Regions from separate parts of the Pan troglodytes genome. Here region 2 is linked to region 1. The links are chromatin contacts, called in public HiChIP or PLAC-seq maps. All regions are on one chromosome and are shown on one strand. The core of a region is the stretch at or near the end of the contact, and the rest is flanking DNA. Distances in the headings are between cores, read along the strand shown. Region 1 holds the start of FGF7 (fibroblast growth factor 7). Region 2 holds the start of DTWD1 (DTW domain containing 1).

Region 1 (7,193 bases), core at 4,677-7,176:
AGAGGTTGTCCTTACATTGCTATTTTTGATTCTGATAATGTGAATTATTGTTCTTTTAGATAACTTGCTAAGAACTGTTTAGAATATAAGCAAATTTACCATCTCCATATTCAGAGGCAATATGTGTATTTGCTAGCTTCTAACAGACATTATTGTTAAGTAGGAGCCTATCCAAAGAATTGTTGACAAATGAGTCGCTGAAGGTTTTGTAGCCAAAGTCAAATTCAGCAACGCTGTGTTTATTTGCCTTTTGCCAATTGTTAGGCCATATCCCATCACAGTCTAACAGTCCAAAAGAGAATATTGCCAAATCATTGGCCAGTTTTCAGAATGGCTAACCCTTTTCTTGCTATGGAACTAACAGTGCTTCATTATAATCAAGTGAGGCAATTTATGACAAGAAATTCTTAAAAGGAGTAGATGATATTGAATATTATTGGGAAGAGCACAACTTTTTAGTAATTGGATACCAAAAGCAAGAAAATTATACTGAGGGATTGGATTCTGTCTTCCACATCTGTCTCTCAAGGCGGTCACTGAGTGCCCAGTGCACTGCTGCTTTCTCTCACTCGGCACCTCAATACTCAGCTTAAAGAGCACTGTTATTTCTGTCAGGTGCAGAATGATAGCCTCTGTCTGCTGTTGGACTGCCTGGTGCAGCAGTAATCTAAATTCACCCTCTGATCTTGTCCCCATGGGGAGAGTTCTGACAACAAAAGTGGAAGTATTGACCATTCATTTCACCCTTTTATGATGTTCTCAATGCTCTTCTTCTTCTGCAGAGAAAATGAATATTTACTTCATTTTGAATGTGTACTTTGGAGGGACATTTTATGCTTTTAGTATTCTTATTATTAGTTAAGGTTAGATACTAGTTTCATCACCTGGAAACCCACTGTTAGGCTAAATGTGAAGCCACCAGAGAGATAAGTAAAGGGGAGAGACTTTCTGCCTCCTGGGTAACAGTAGTACACAATCCTTATGACCAGTTCTCTAGTAGCAGCTTCTGTCCCCTCAAGAGTCAGAAATATGGTCCAGTATCTCTTGGCCTCTCATGAATTCCCCCATCTTCATAGTTCTTATTTATATGTCTACTAATACAAGTCTTATTTCCCTTGGGTTCCTTGATGCACTCTTTCTGTAATATATTCATTCTAATCTAAACTTAAAATATTTTACAAAACAACACAGTAATTAAGGTAAGACTAAAGTAAGTGACAACCTCACAATCCAGGATAGCTTAAGTAATTTTTAAAAATTCCCTAAAGTTATGAGACATGAGCAGTCACATCCACTTGCCCACAACTCCCTTTTCTTTCTCCATGCCCTCCATCCATCTACCCGAGCCCAAAACATTGTGGAAGCAGAATTATACATCTAGATATTTTACTTCTCCTGCTAGCTCCAATCCATATTTACTAGTATCTTAAAAAACCACATTCCTGTGTGGAAGCATTGCTTCTGCTGGTGAAGTGAGTAGTCCTCTGAAGCCTATTGACATTCTCAGGTCAGTCATTCAAAAAAAAGTCATGAGAAAAGATTGGGGACTTTCTTTTGGTAACCAGAAGAATAATTATATTTTGCATAGCTGGTATATTACTTTTCATGTAAAATTTTATCTTCCAAGACACTAAAATCTATACTAACTTAAAAGACTCCAAAGAAAGGTGATTGACATGACAACCTGTTGAAAAAATTTAAGGCATCAAAACATTGAAAATGAAATTCTGAGTTTGATTCTGATCTTTAATCAGAATCCTGCTGCATTTCATTCTAGTAGACAATCCAATTACCTTTTTCTCTCATTTTAATGAAAATCGGAAGGAAACATTCTTTCATTCATTTATTTGTCCATTCATTCAATTAATGATTGAGGAATGTAAACAATCTTCAAATGTCATAATTTCAAGTTTCCATTCTTGTTATTTTAAACAAATTCTGAGCATTTTTTGAACCTAGATTTCCTAATATAGCAGCTTCAACTTCACATGTGTCAATTAGCACAATTGGACATTCACTCTTAAAATTATTATAGTAAGGCTACCCTTCAAATAATAGGAAATGGCTATCAGAATTTTCTTCTAACATGTTATTCTCCATATATTCTTCATTGTAGCATTTCCCTCTGTACCTAAGGACTTCCTATAGAAAAAAAAAGAGTGCCTTATCCTCTTTTTAACTTTGGAGAAATCTTACTGACTCCTTCTCCAATAAGATAGCCACATAACCTGACGACAGTTTTAGGGTTTACTTAAAGGATTCTGATGAAAGTTTCCCTTTCCAGGATAGTTAACGATATCAAGAAAGTATATCATATATACAGCCTATTAAAAAGTTTATAGAAGTAAAAATTATTTACATGATGTGTATCTTGTCTTTTTAGTACACTGGTATTGTGACATTCTAATTTATAACAATATAGGGCGACTTCCTTTTTTTTTCTTTTGTGCTATAGAATTGGTGTTAGAGGAGATGGTTTACAAAATTGGCTTTAGGGTTACTCAAAGTTAGCACTAAATTGCATTTCAAACTATAAAATAATTTTAGCATTTTATGCATGTGTACTACCTGAGTTTCATTGTTTCAAGAAATTTTAACACAAACAAAATAAAATTTACATATGCAAATGTATTCCAATTGAAGATATTGTTGATCCTAAATAATTATGCATACTATTCATTTTCACTGGATTTTACATCTACTTTTTTGCTTTTTCATTACTTGGTAAAAGGATTCAAAAGGAGTAGTCAGCATGTAGAATTCCACAGTTAAGGTTTGGTAACCTTATTGCTATAATTTGAAATTAGTTCTGACAGCTTATCCTATTACTTTCATCTCATTCGTTGTGTGAGATAATTATACAATGGGTATTTAGGTTTCTTTATATTTATGAAATATATTCTGTGGTTTAAAATAGAATAGACTATAAGAACTGGAAAGTATCATGGAAATCATCTGTACCTATCCCACATTTTATAGATGAAAAATTGAGGGTCAGAAAAACAAAGAAATTGTCCCCAGATCATTCGTAGACAGGGAGTTGCCCCATGTGTCATAATTTTTACCTAGGCTCTGTCGTCTCCACCAGGTTTTATTATCCATGATATTATTATTGATATATATTATCCATGATAATATATAATATTGTTATTATATCCATGATATTATCCATGATAAATCTGAGCAACTTTTAAATAAATTAATTATAAGCCAAATTCTGTTGCTCATGTAGAAGTAGATATCAAAAAAATTGTCTCCAAATAGTCATTTCCTTAGATAAACTTTAGTATAGTAAGAATGATCTTCTAGGACTAACATGATACCTTTATTAATCTCAGTAATAATAATAAATACTAATAATAAAACCATAACTGTCCAGTCATTAAAATGGCCTTAACATTCTATATCAATTATGGTTAAAAAGAAGGTCTTCTCATTTTCATATTGGAAACATAATTCTCTGAAATTCCCATTGATTGGTTGATTAGTTCAGAACCCTAAAAGTCATTCAGTAAACAGGCAACAAAAGTTTGAGTAATTGCTGCAAGCCTGGCACTGTGATTTGCACATGTTTACACCAGTCTCCCCATGCATTCTTTTTCAAATGACTTTAAAACAATTAATATGAAATTATATATTAATAACAATGTTGTCTGAGTGCTAGTAATATAAACAAAATTTATTTTTACTAAGTATTTTAAATCCTTAATGTATATGTTGAGGTGTGTATCTTATTCCATTACATTTAATACTATTGAAGTTGGTTATTCATCATAACCATTAAATGCAAAACACAACCCTGATATTTTAACATAAGAAGAATAACTGATTCTTGGGAAAAATGTAAGGCTTTAAATTGAAAAACATGGAATTACCATCTCTTCCAGCCCACTTTTTTCCCCTCACCTTTACATTTTTCTTAAGGTAGCACAGAACTTTTATGACATAAAAGATTTAGTTAAGGAAAACGTTAGGAGAGATCTGTTTTTCTGCCTAAGTTGATAAGTCATCAACTTAATACAAGCTCATTATGACTCAAATGAATAAGGATACCACAGATTCCCTTCTATTTTATCATTATACACAATTGCAAAGGAATGCATATCTTAGCACAGATTAAGTATTTTAATTTACATCATGAAAATATTATTTCAAAGAAAATCAAATTAATAAAAATAATTTCCCTACTCTTTAAACTAGTGATAAATAGCTTTTAGTGATAATTTATGAAGTTCTAAATTAGATAGCTTAATAAGTTTTGCTTAGACAATATTAAGTCACATTTTGGTGTGAATAATATTATTTACATTTTGCTTAACTTATGAGCATTTTCAGGACAAGGAGTATATATTTTCAAATTGGCTTGGATTATCAGGTCCAACTATAATGTAAGTAGATTTGCCCTGTTAAAAGAGATATTTTTAGGGGCATAGTTCAACATAGTTCAATTTAGAGAAATTAGGTGACATTTTATTTAATTTTTTTTCAAGAAGCAAAAGGAAGCTGAGAAAACATGTCACCTGAAAATTGATCCATTAACAGATTGCTAAGGTTCATAAGCAGTACTTAAAATTACTTACTGTAATTATTCTTCATCTCTTGGGTCCCTTTTACTTTGCCTCTTTTATCGATCCTCAGGTACCACTGTGTTCGACAGAAGAGTCTTCTCACTCTTATATCCCCTCCTTCCATGTAATCATAACTTCTTGTGTGTCGCTCAGGGCTGGAACAGTTCACATTTGTAGCCATTTGCTCTGGAGTCATGTCATTGCAAGCTAAAGATATAGTACCCACTAGACAGATAATGTGAAAGCATGATCTGTAGAGCAAAGTTGGCAGGATCCATGTCAGTATCCATTTGTGCATTATAGTGTAGTGCTCCGGGTGTTCATGAATAACATAATGAAAATGAATCTTGAGTTGATTGTTACTCCTAGGTCATTGACCTCTTCCTATCTGTGAATTGTAGATTGATTTAAGAAAGAGTAGTTGCTCTTTCCAAATTGTTAGCCTTATCCTTTTAGTTCCTGATAACAACACAGGATTCCTCCTTAAATAACTCTGTTGATAAATCCTCATAAAAACAGTTCGTAGTAAGTTCAGTTGCTGTGACGCTGTTTGCTATTTGACTTCTGTTTGCAATGAGAGATTAAGAATAGGGAGGGGAGGAGAGAGGAAGATAAAAAATTGTATGTGTAAATTTTAGTGGGTAAGTAGTAGTATTAGAATACAGTATAGGTTATTCTTTGAAGATACATTTAAAACAGCCTTCACAGAGGATGTCAAAATCTTTACCACTTTATGTGTAGATTTATAAAATTTATGCATGAGTAGAGACAAAACAGAATATGACTGTACCATTCATTCCAATTGCTATTTTGTGAGAACCATACTGCACTCAGAACTATTGATTTAAATTAAGTTTTTACAATTACTGCTAACAAAGTGTAACTGCTTTCTCCCTAGACTTCTTTATTATATGCTTTTACATTTGTGGTTAATCAATTATTTTCTCCTCAACTGCCCAGGTTTTTTAAGTTAAATGTCAGGATTGCTCTGGAGAACTTCAACCTTATCTTTATGTTCTACAGCATAATTACTATAGATAGTTACATGGCTCAAAAATCTTGTAACTTTACTTTCCTGCTCAGTACTAAAATCAGAAAAAGAGATAAACTTTTAGAAAACATTCAGCATTGTTTTTAAAGACAAATAACAGTAACTTACTTGTTTTGTTGATAACAGCTGGATATATAAGAATTCCATGTCTGTTGTCTGCCTGGTGCAACTTGAGCCTTTCTACTGTAGCTACAAACTATTTCTCAGCTGAAAAGTTCTCCAGCAGAATCATAATTGTTTCCATAAATCAACAGGCAGAAGGATTTTCTCTCTGTGTGTGAGCGCGTGTGTGCTTGTGTGTGTGTGTGAGCCTTTTATTCAGGGCTTTTCGATAAATACCTTTGCTGACCTCATTGGAAGCAATTAAAACTTAGCCAGTGAGCTGTTAGTTGAATACAACAGCGAGAATAAAAGGAGGCTTGTATAGTATTCAATGGTCATGAGAGGGAGCTATGAACATGTTTTATGCTTAAATCTACAAGTGGGTACCTACTTTGTAGAAACAGATCTCTGGTTCTGAAGCAGTTAGAAGGGGAAAGGGAATTTTTTAAACCTTCTTTGCAATATAGCAGTTGTATTATACTTGGAAAATTATTCATTTGAACATATATATAGGGTTTTTTAATACTTAGAAAATCTTTTCCATAACTTTATGATACATGCATTTCTTCAATTACTTCTTTGTGCTCAGAATGTTAGAACAAAACTGGTATGTGTTAACTAACATATGAGTGCCTTAAAGCACTGTGTAGATAAGTTGAATATTATCACATCATACAGAGACAATTCATTGAAAATGAATATAAGTACAATTTTTATGTATTATATTCCTAGGCTGAAAGTGAGAAGATCTAGATTCTTATTTGTGTTGGACCACTAATGACCAGTATGACTTTGGGCAAGTTACCTGCTGTTCCAGAGTCTCAGCTGCTACATTTGTAAAATTGGTGTATTGGTCTAATGCCTCTATGGTGCTTTACAATTCTGTGATCTGTGACTTATACTCACTACTAATATAAGGAACAGGGCACCTACTTTTAAAAGCTGTTATTCTTTAAAAAGGAGGAAATGGTTTCACATTGATTATCAGTGTTTGATTTTTGCCTCAATAAGAATATTGGAACAATAAATGTTAATTTAGAGATGGAATTATAATATGTATTGCTAAGGTAAATAAGTGAAAGCTATTTTACTTTCCAGCATGAGTTCTCTCCTTTACTTCCTGTTCTGTTATACATGAAGTAGTGCTCAAGTGTTGTATTAGATTCTTGGTGTAGAATAATTGTGTTGTCTATCTAAATCAGTATTAGGAAAGCATATTAAAATTATCTTTCTCATGTTATATACTCCTCAGAACACACACACGCGCGCGCGCGCACACACACACACACACTCTATGTGAAATGCACTACTTTACCACCAGGTGGTGCATGTAGACCAAATAGGAAAAGGAAATTAAATCTACTCAACTGGATTATAGTTTATGTGATTTCTCTTTGTATCTGTCCCTTTAGGGAACAGAATGAAGAGCACAGAATAGTTCAGATGTACCCAGTTACTCTTCATATGCCAAA
Region 2 (6,791 bases), core at 2,939-5,438, 200 kb before region 1:
ATCAAGAGAAGGAAAAATAAAAACAGAAAACATTTTACTCAGTCTACAAAGAAAATTACTCAATTTAAGTCACAATTGTGTGCTGTTTTAGTACTTATTAAACATGTTTTAAACCACCAAATTGGCACACTTTAAAACATAAGATTAAAAGCAATAAACTGAAAGTTATTTCAAATATAAAGTTCAGGTACTGAGAATCCATTTTTCAAGAACCCTTTTTTGTTCCAGAGATGGCAGTTTTGTTTTCCAGATATTAGGAATGCAATGGTTTCACGTTAATATCAGACAGGGATATATTCAACCCTGTTGGCTCTGACTTTGAATTGACATTAATGAAAAATAGAAGATTCTAGTGGAATTGGCAAAATTTAGTTGGTTATGTTCTAAAAGATATAACCCTCTCCAACTTAAAACACACACTACATATGTGTGAGTGTGTCTGTGTACATGTGTGCATATACATATAAAACTTCATATCCAATAAAAAATAAGAGGCATCTACTACTCATTACAATTTGTAAAATATCCCATAAGGTAAAATATATTATCCTATAAATTTTTAAAATTTACAGAGTAACATTAATGTCCACTTACTCTAAGAATTTGTTTTTTAAAAACATACATCATTCAGATTCTTTAGTACTAGAGAAAAATGGTAAAATAACTTTCCCACTTAATATTTTCTTCAAAGAAGGGTGATGGCTGCCAAAATTGCTATCTGCATACCCTGTAAGGAAGATATCTTTCAAGGGAGAAACAACACTGGTGCCCTATTGATTTGATATGCATTCCACAGCTGTAAAATAATTCTCTTATTATAAAGCCTTCTGGCATTGTGGTTTAACTACGAAGCTCCAGGCACTTTAAGTAGAAACAGCGACAAGAGAAATGCTGTGACTCCAGCAGGAAACATTTTGTGGTCTCCCAAACAGAAAGTGAACAAAAAGTCCAGAGAAACATAAAATACAACATAATTTGCTGAGAAGAAGTTAGTGGCACTAATTTAATTACTCATCAAATGAATTTTTCTTTTTCTTTTTTTTTTTTTTAAGATTGTAAGTCCCAGTGAGTTTGAGACACAAATAAAGAGATACAAAAACGCCGGTTATAGTAGAAAAAGGTACTTGCCAAATGTACCCAAGGGGAAAAACAAAATACAGTAAATATTTTTGCTGTGTACTGATTAGGCACAGATTTGCATTTTGGGTAAGAAAGCAGTATTTAAGAACAATGGTCCAATCCCTTGTTCCTGCCTCACAAATAGAAAATCTTACCTACTTCTGACTGCCACTCCAACTCACCTGCCTAAAAATGGCTTTGATCTTTGTGATCATGCCCTCAATGACTGAAAGTGCAGGATATTAAGATGCCCTCTTTTCTTGAGCCTCAGATTCTTTTAGGAATCACATGAAAATATTAAACCTCATCCCTAGAAAATGCATATACAGATACAATATTTTGCACACAATTTCAGGAGGTTTGGAGATCTCCTAGAGTCCATCTACGACCCAGGTAAGGAAGTTCCAAGCTTGGGAAGGGCCGGGCATGGTGGCTCATGCCTATAATACTAGCATTTGGGAGGTTAAGGTGGGAGGATTACTTGAGCACAAGAGTTTGAGAACAGTCTGGACAACAAAGTGAGATCCCATCTCTAAAACAGAGAAAAAAAAAAAGCTTGGGAAGAGATCCTAATAGTCCCCAGAAATGAGAGTTGCAAATGCTCTGTTGGCGTCTCTTTGCTGCACATACGAAGCTAAGTTTCACCCAAACTCTCTTTGGGTTTGTCCTGGTGTTGCCTGAGGTTCTTACAGAGAAACATTTTGAGGCTTTAATAGTCCTGAGTTATTCAGATGATGGGATTCATCCTAAAAAATGAAATTTGATTGGAGTAGCTCAACCTGACTTCATTTCCTTGGGTAATGGAGTAGCTATTTAGTGGGAATGCATGTACCACTCAAAGGCCCAGGCATAGTGGGACTGAAAAATGCAGTTCCTGTGGATGTCATGAAAGTTACTGTGGTTGCCTGACATTTAACAGAAAACTACTGGTGAGTTTTTGGAGTTATCCTAGGGCACTGAAAGTGCATTCCTCCTAGAGATACCTCAGAAATATCACTTTGCAGTTCATGGACCTGCTATCCACATAACTAAATGGATATTAGTGAAGCCTTATATAAATAACCTTCCTCTACAAAAATCAACCACCACAAATACCTGTAAGACAGTAAAAGAGAAATGTTTATGGCTCCACCTCTTAGTTCACCTATATACTCTCACTTATGGCTGAGGTGGCCACGTAGAAGAGGCCAGCAATTGTAAATCATGGGCAGCTCCCTCCAGTGGTCTCTGAAACTACATGATCAGGGCATCTGTCCTAACCGAGCCAACAGCCTGCCTCGACTGTGAGAAAATCATTGCAAATGATTTTATTGCAAATGGGGTTATTTAAAATTTTTAAAACATACTTGTTAACATCAAATATGTGCAAGGAAGTACAATTTGAGTCATGGGGGCTAAAAAGACTTAGAAAACATAAAGACTGTTCCTAAGGAACTAACAATTTTAACACCTTGATGGTGCGTCCATCATTCTGGAACTTAAGGCTAAAAATACATTAATTTTTTATTCCTCTTTCTACCCAATTTCCACCCCAAATTAATTATACTCACCAAGTTGCATCTACCTTGTATATAATCCTCTATCTTCACTCTCAAAGTCAGGATTCTAATTCAGTTCCTTATTAACTCATAGATGGGCCACAGCAATGTCTTAAACCTCTTTGAGTACTTATTATTAGTTCCACATATTTGACATGGAAAAATGCATTTATTGTGGAGGTACTTTAGTGAATCTATCCCCTCCAGCATTCAACTCTGTAAGAGCAGATTCCTTCCCTGATCTCACCTATTCCTGATTCTTATGCAACAGCAGGAACTCAACAAACACTTGTTAACTAAATCAAAACCATTCTGCAAAACACATCCAGTAAGCATCTCGCTACTGAAGTATCTGATAAACTACCTTTATGGGCCGTCTGCAGCCTAGCACAAGTGGCAGGCTGGCAATTTTTTTTTTCTCCAAAATAATAACAAAAAGCTTCTACCTCTTCCATTATTGTAAGCTGACTCACCTCCCAATGGAACACTATACAGACTCCCCTGTCCTATATTGTGGACCAATTCAGTATTAGAAAAAAACCACTTCCAATTTTCTTTAGAGTGTTTTTAAGAACTTGGTCACATAGGACTTACAGGTCCAACATTCATTTTTCATAATCCAAGGGAGTAGTACCCTTTTTCATATAGGATCAATGGCCTCTCCCACACCACCCGCCATATGGTAACAAACTGTCTTGCCTTCGTTTTCATGGTGCACTGGGTTAGTCCTTACATGCTGCGATCTAAAGTATTGATTTTACCATCCAACTTTGTGGGCCTGGCGACTGAAAATGTTAATATACTTCCTTATTTGTCCTACATTCCCAATAAATAATTTAGACGTAAGAAACAGGCTCTTTTGCTTATTATGTAACCACAACCTCAATATTTTAAATACACTGCATGGCATCACTAATTCTACGTCTGTACTACGCTTCCCCTTCCGTGATAACCAAACCCCCACAAACCACTCCAAATACTAAAAATAAAATAAAATAAAGTATGGGGTTCCTAGGGAACTGACTTTGCCAGGACATACTTTTCGTTGGGGCGGAATACACCGAAAATCATTGGTAGGAAAAATAATTTTTTTTTTTTTTGAGGAAAAATTTGGAAACCTTTTTCCCAAAGGGCCCGCAAGATCCTAAAAAAAGCAAGAGACCGCGCAGGAACCGAGGATCCCCCTCACAGGCGACACCCAGCGCGACCTCCGCTAGGGTCCTGACAAAGAATGTCCACTTCCCGCGGCCGCACCTCTGGGGCCAGACCACTGGTCTCCAGAGAGGCGCGGGGACCTCCACCAGGGATCGGAGTGGTACTCAGACCTGCACACCCGCGAGTCCTCGAACAGCTCCACACGTCTCCAGCTCCGCCCGAGCCCGAGCCACGCGCCGGGCCGTGATCGCGCACGGACCAGACGGAGCGCTTTCCGGGAGACACCAGAGGGAGGAGCCAGGCAGTTACTAGCGTCGTTGCTAAGGCAGGGGCCGCGCACACCGCACACCGCGCGGCTTAAGCAACAGGCTGGGACGACAGCGGGGCGGGGTTAGACGGGAAGTTCCGCCTCAGCCTCTCACTCAGCGGCGGTGTCGCACTTCTCCCGAGAGGCTCCGGCGAGGGGCAGGGCCGCGTTCGTCCGGGACCCGCCTCAAGCCTCGCAGCCTTTCACCCAGTTTCCTCCCGATTCTTGCTGGGACAACAAAATTGGGAAGCGGTTCTCGAAACATACTGTCAAGGCGTAGTTGCAGTGAGTTGTGAAGAAATGTTGATCCCAGAGAAAAGTTTGCATTTTGCCCACCTCAAAGATATTTTGGTTGTGAGAACTTGGCTACATTACTCTTTCGTGGCTATATCAATATCATTATTTCGTGTGCTGTGTGGTGATGAAACCTATTAGAAAAATCATTTGTATCTTTATGATTTAGTTTGCATAAAAACACGCATATAGAGTTAAGAGTACTTTGTGTTTTTCCACTTTGAAGTATAATATGTGGATAAGTTATTAGAACATTTGTCCGTGCCTCTCCCCAAACAATGCCCAAACGGAAGTGCACTCTAACAACTAAGATTTTAAAACACAATGGTCAAATGTTGAGCGATGTTTTATTGACTACTCTGAATTTATCAAGTGGTAGATAAAGGACATTACAATGCCCTAGAAGTGCTCACGATATCAAGTAAAGCATGTTAAATTCAAGTACAGAAAATGCAATATTCTTACTACTGAGATAAAAAATGGAATTTAATAAATTACAGGAATTTCAAGAAAGCTGAGAATGGAGTGGTCAATAAAGGCTTCTTTTTCGGACTTGGGTAAGGCCTTGAAGAATGATTTAGGTTTAGGACAGTGTTTTTCAACTGGAAAGGGGATTGTGTGGGACCCAATAGTGGAGGTCTTGACCCATTTGTAAGCAAGGAAATCTTTTTAAACTTAAAAAAAAAAAAAGAAACAATATAGATTGGAAATATCAGCGCATGTAAGTAAGTTTAGTGTTACTTAGTAAAGTACTGCTTTATGGAGCTTTTAATTGTATATATGCGTGTATGTGTGCACTAGGGCTTGTTTGTAAAATGTATTTCTTACTGTATTTCAAACCCTAAAAAGTTTGAAAGCCAGTGATTTAGGGAGAAAGGTGAATTTTCTGGGTAGGGAAAGTAGAATAGCAAAGTCTATAAGCCAAGAAGAATTCACAACCATTTTCCTTTTTAGTTTAACTCTAAATTTTATCAAAGTAGTTAAATTGCACAGATTAAAAAGCAAATAATACTACTTGTTAGATTGAGCATTGGGTTGCTATCGTATGTAATAAATTACTCCAAAATATGGTGGCTTAAAACAACCATTTTATTATGTTCACAGGTGGTGTTGTCAATAGGGCACAGTCATCAGCTTTTCTTTGGTAACTCAATTAGAAAGACTAGAGTGGGCATGCTAGCAGAGCTTCTGTAACTATATGGCCGGGGCTTCCTCACAGTATGGCAGCAAGGTAGTCAGACTTCTTAGCTTAAACTCAGAGCTCCAAAGGGAGTGTTGCAATGAACAAGGCAAAAATTGCCTGACCTTTTCTGACCTTGCCTCAAAAAGTAACGCGGTGCTACTTCCCTCACTTTCTTTTGCTTACAAATGTGTCAAAGTCCTGTTCCATTTTAGGAAAGGAGACATAGATCCCTCTTCTCAAAGGATTGGCAAAGAATTCTTGTCCATGTTTTAAAACCAGCATAGCGAGTTTACTTCTGTAACAGAAAACCCCAAAATATCGGTGGTTTAATACACTTTTTTTTTTCCTCACAAAAGATCCATTGTGGCTATTTCTAGTCAGACGAAATGTTAAATTCAAGGCCAGATGTTTTAATTTTTAATGGTTCTGCTGCCTTCTAGGACTAGCTTGTTTGACAAGAAAGAAAGTATGGCAAATTACCCAAGGTTAACTCTAAAAATGACATGTATCAATTTGGCCACATTCTGTTGGCCAGAATTTAGTCCCAAGGCCCCTACTTCAACTGCCGGGGATCCTGAGAAATGTAGAGAAACACACACATATTGGTGAGCACTAACAGTTTGCCACATTCTAGGTTAAAGAAAACCCTGTAGTACCCAACCCTTCTACTCTATTCTCAATTCTTCTCACCAAAGGAAAATTCAAGTCTTTTAAATATTTCATCTGTTACCCCCATGTCTAAATATACTTACATTGCAGTTTCTTGATTTTCCAATTTCAGACATTACCCACTGACTTTCTCCTATGGAAGGCAGTGATAAAGGTCTTTTGTAACACCACCACCTCCAAGTGTGTGAACATTCCCTCTCTACCTCATACACTCTTCTTGTCCCTTCACCTGTCAATAGTGATATCATAGGCTTTGGCTAAATCAACATTTAGTGTTATCACTACTGTCTAGGTAAATGTCATTCAACCCCAAGGCACATAGTATACTAAGATCGCATTAACTTTTAATACAACTTTTTACTTTCCTTTCTCTTAACTGCCATTTTTAATGTATTATTTATCTGTTCTCAAACACTGGCAAACTGCTAAAGCATCACAGTGAAATACATCAGTTAATCCAGTAGATTTTTTTTCCTTACAGATACTCTTCCTACAGCGTTACAACCTTTAGTTTATTTAGGATTGC

Evidence for each region. HiChIP or PLAC-seq counts read pairs in DNA pulled down with a chosen protein or histone mark.
Region 2: a contact with region 1 is called in an H3K4me3 HiChIP or PLAC-seq map of stem cell-derived excitatory neurons, with 2.7 times the contacts expected there. The contact joins the promoter of DTWD1 here to the promoter of FGF7 in region 1. A contact is called at or near these places in 1 of 7 Hi-C or Micro-C datasets (blood) and 1 of 1 datasets of contacts at active chromatin or transcription factors (stem cell-derived excitatory neurons).

Annotation. Positions count from the first base shown.
Region 1 is chr16:41,418,546-41,425,738 of NHGRI_mPanTro3-v2.0_pri, reverse strand. It overlaps FGF7 (fibroblast growth factor 7), which reads right to left and starts at 5,926. Exons shown (of 4, transcript XM_001167319.8): 1 at 5,728-5,926; 2 at 4,581-5,132. The coding sequence starts at 4,866. The region is part of intron 10 of FAM227B (family with sequence similarity 227 member B); the gene reads left to right.
Region 2 is chr16:41,614,501-41,621,291 of NHGRI_mPanTro3-v2.0_pri, reverse strand. It overlaps DTWD1 (DTW domain containing 1), which reads right to left and starts at 4,188. Exons shown (of 5, transcript XM_001167630.5): 1 at 3,983-4,188. FAM227B (family with sequence similarity 227 member B) reads left to right here and starts at 4,120. Exons shown (of 16, transcript XM_063794131.1): 1 at 4,120-4,404.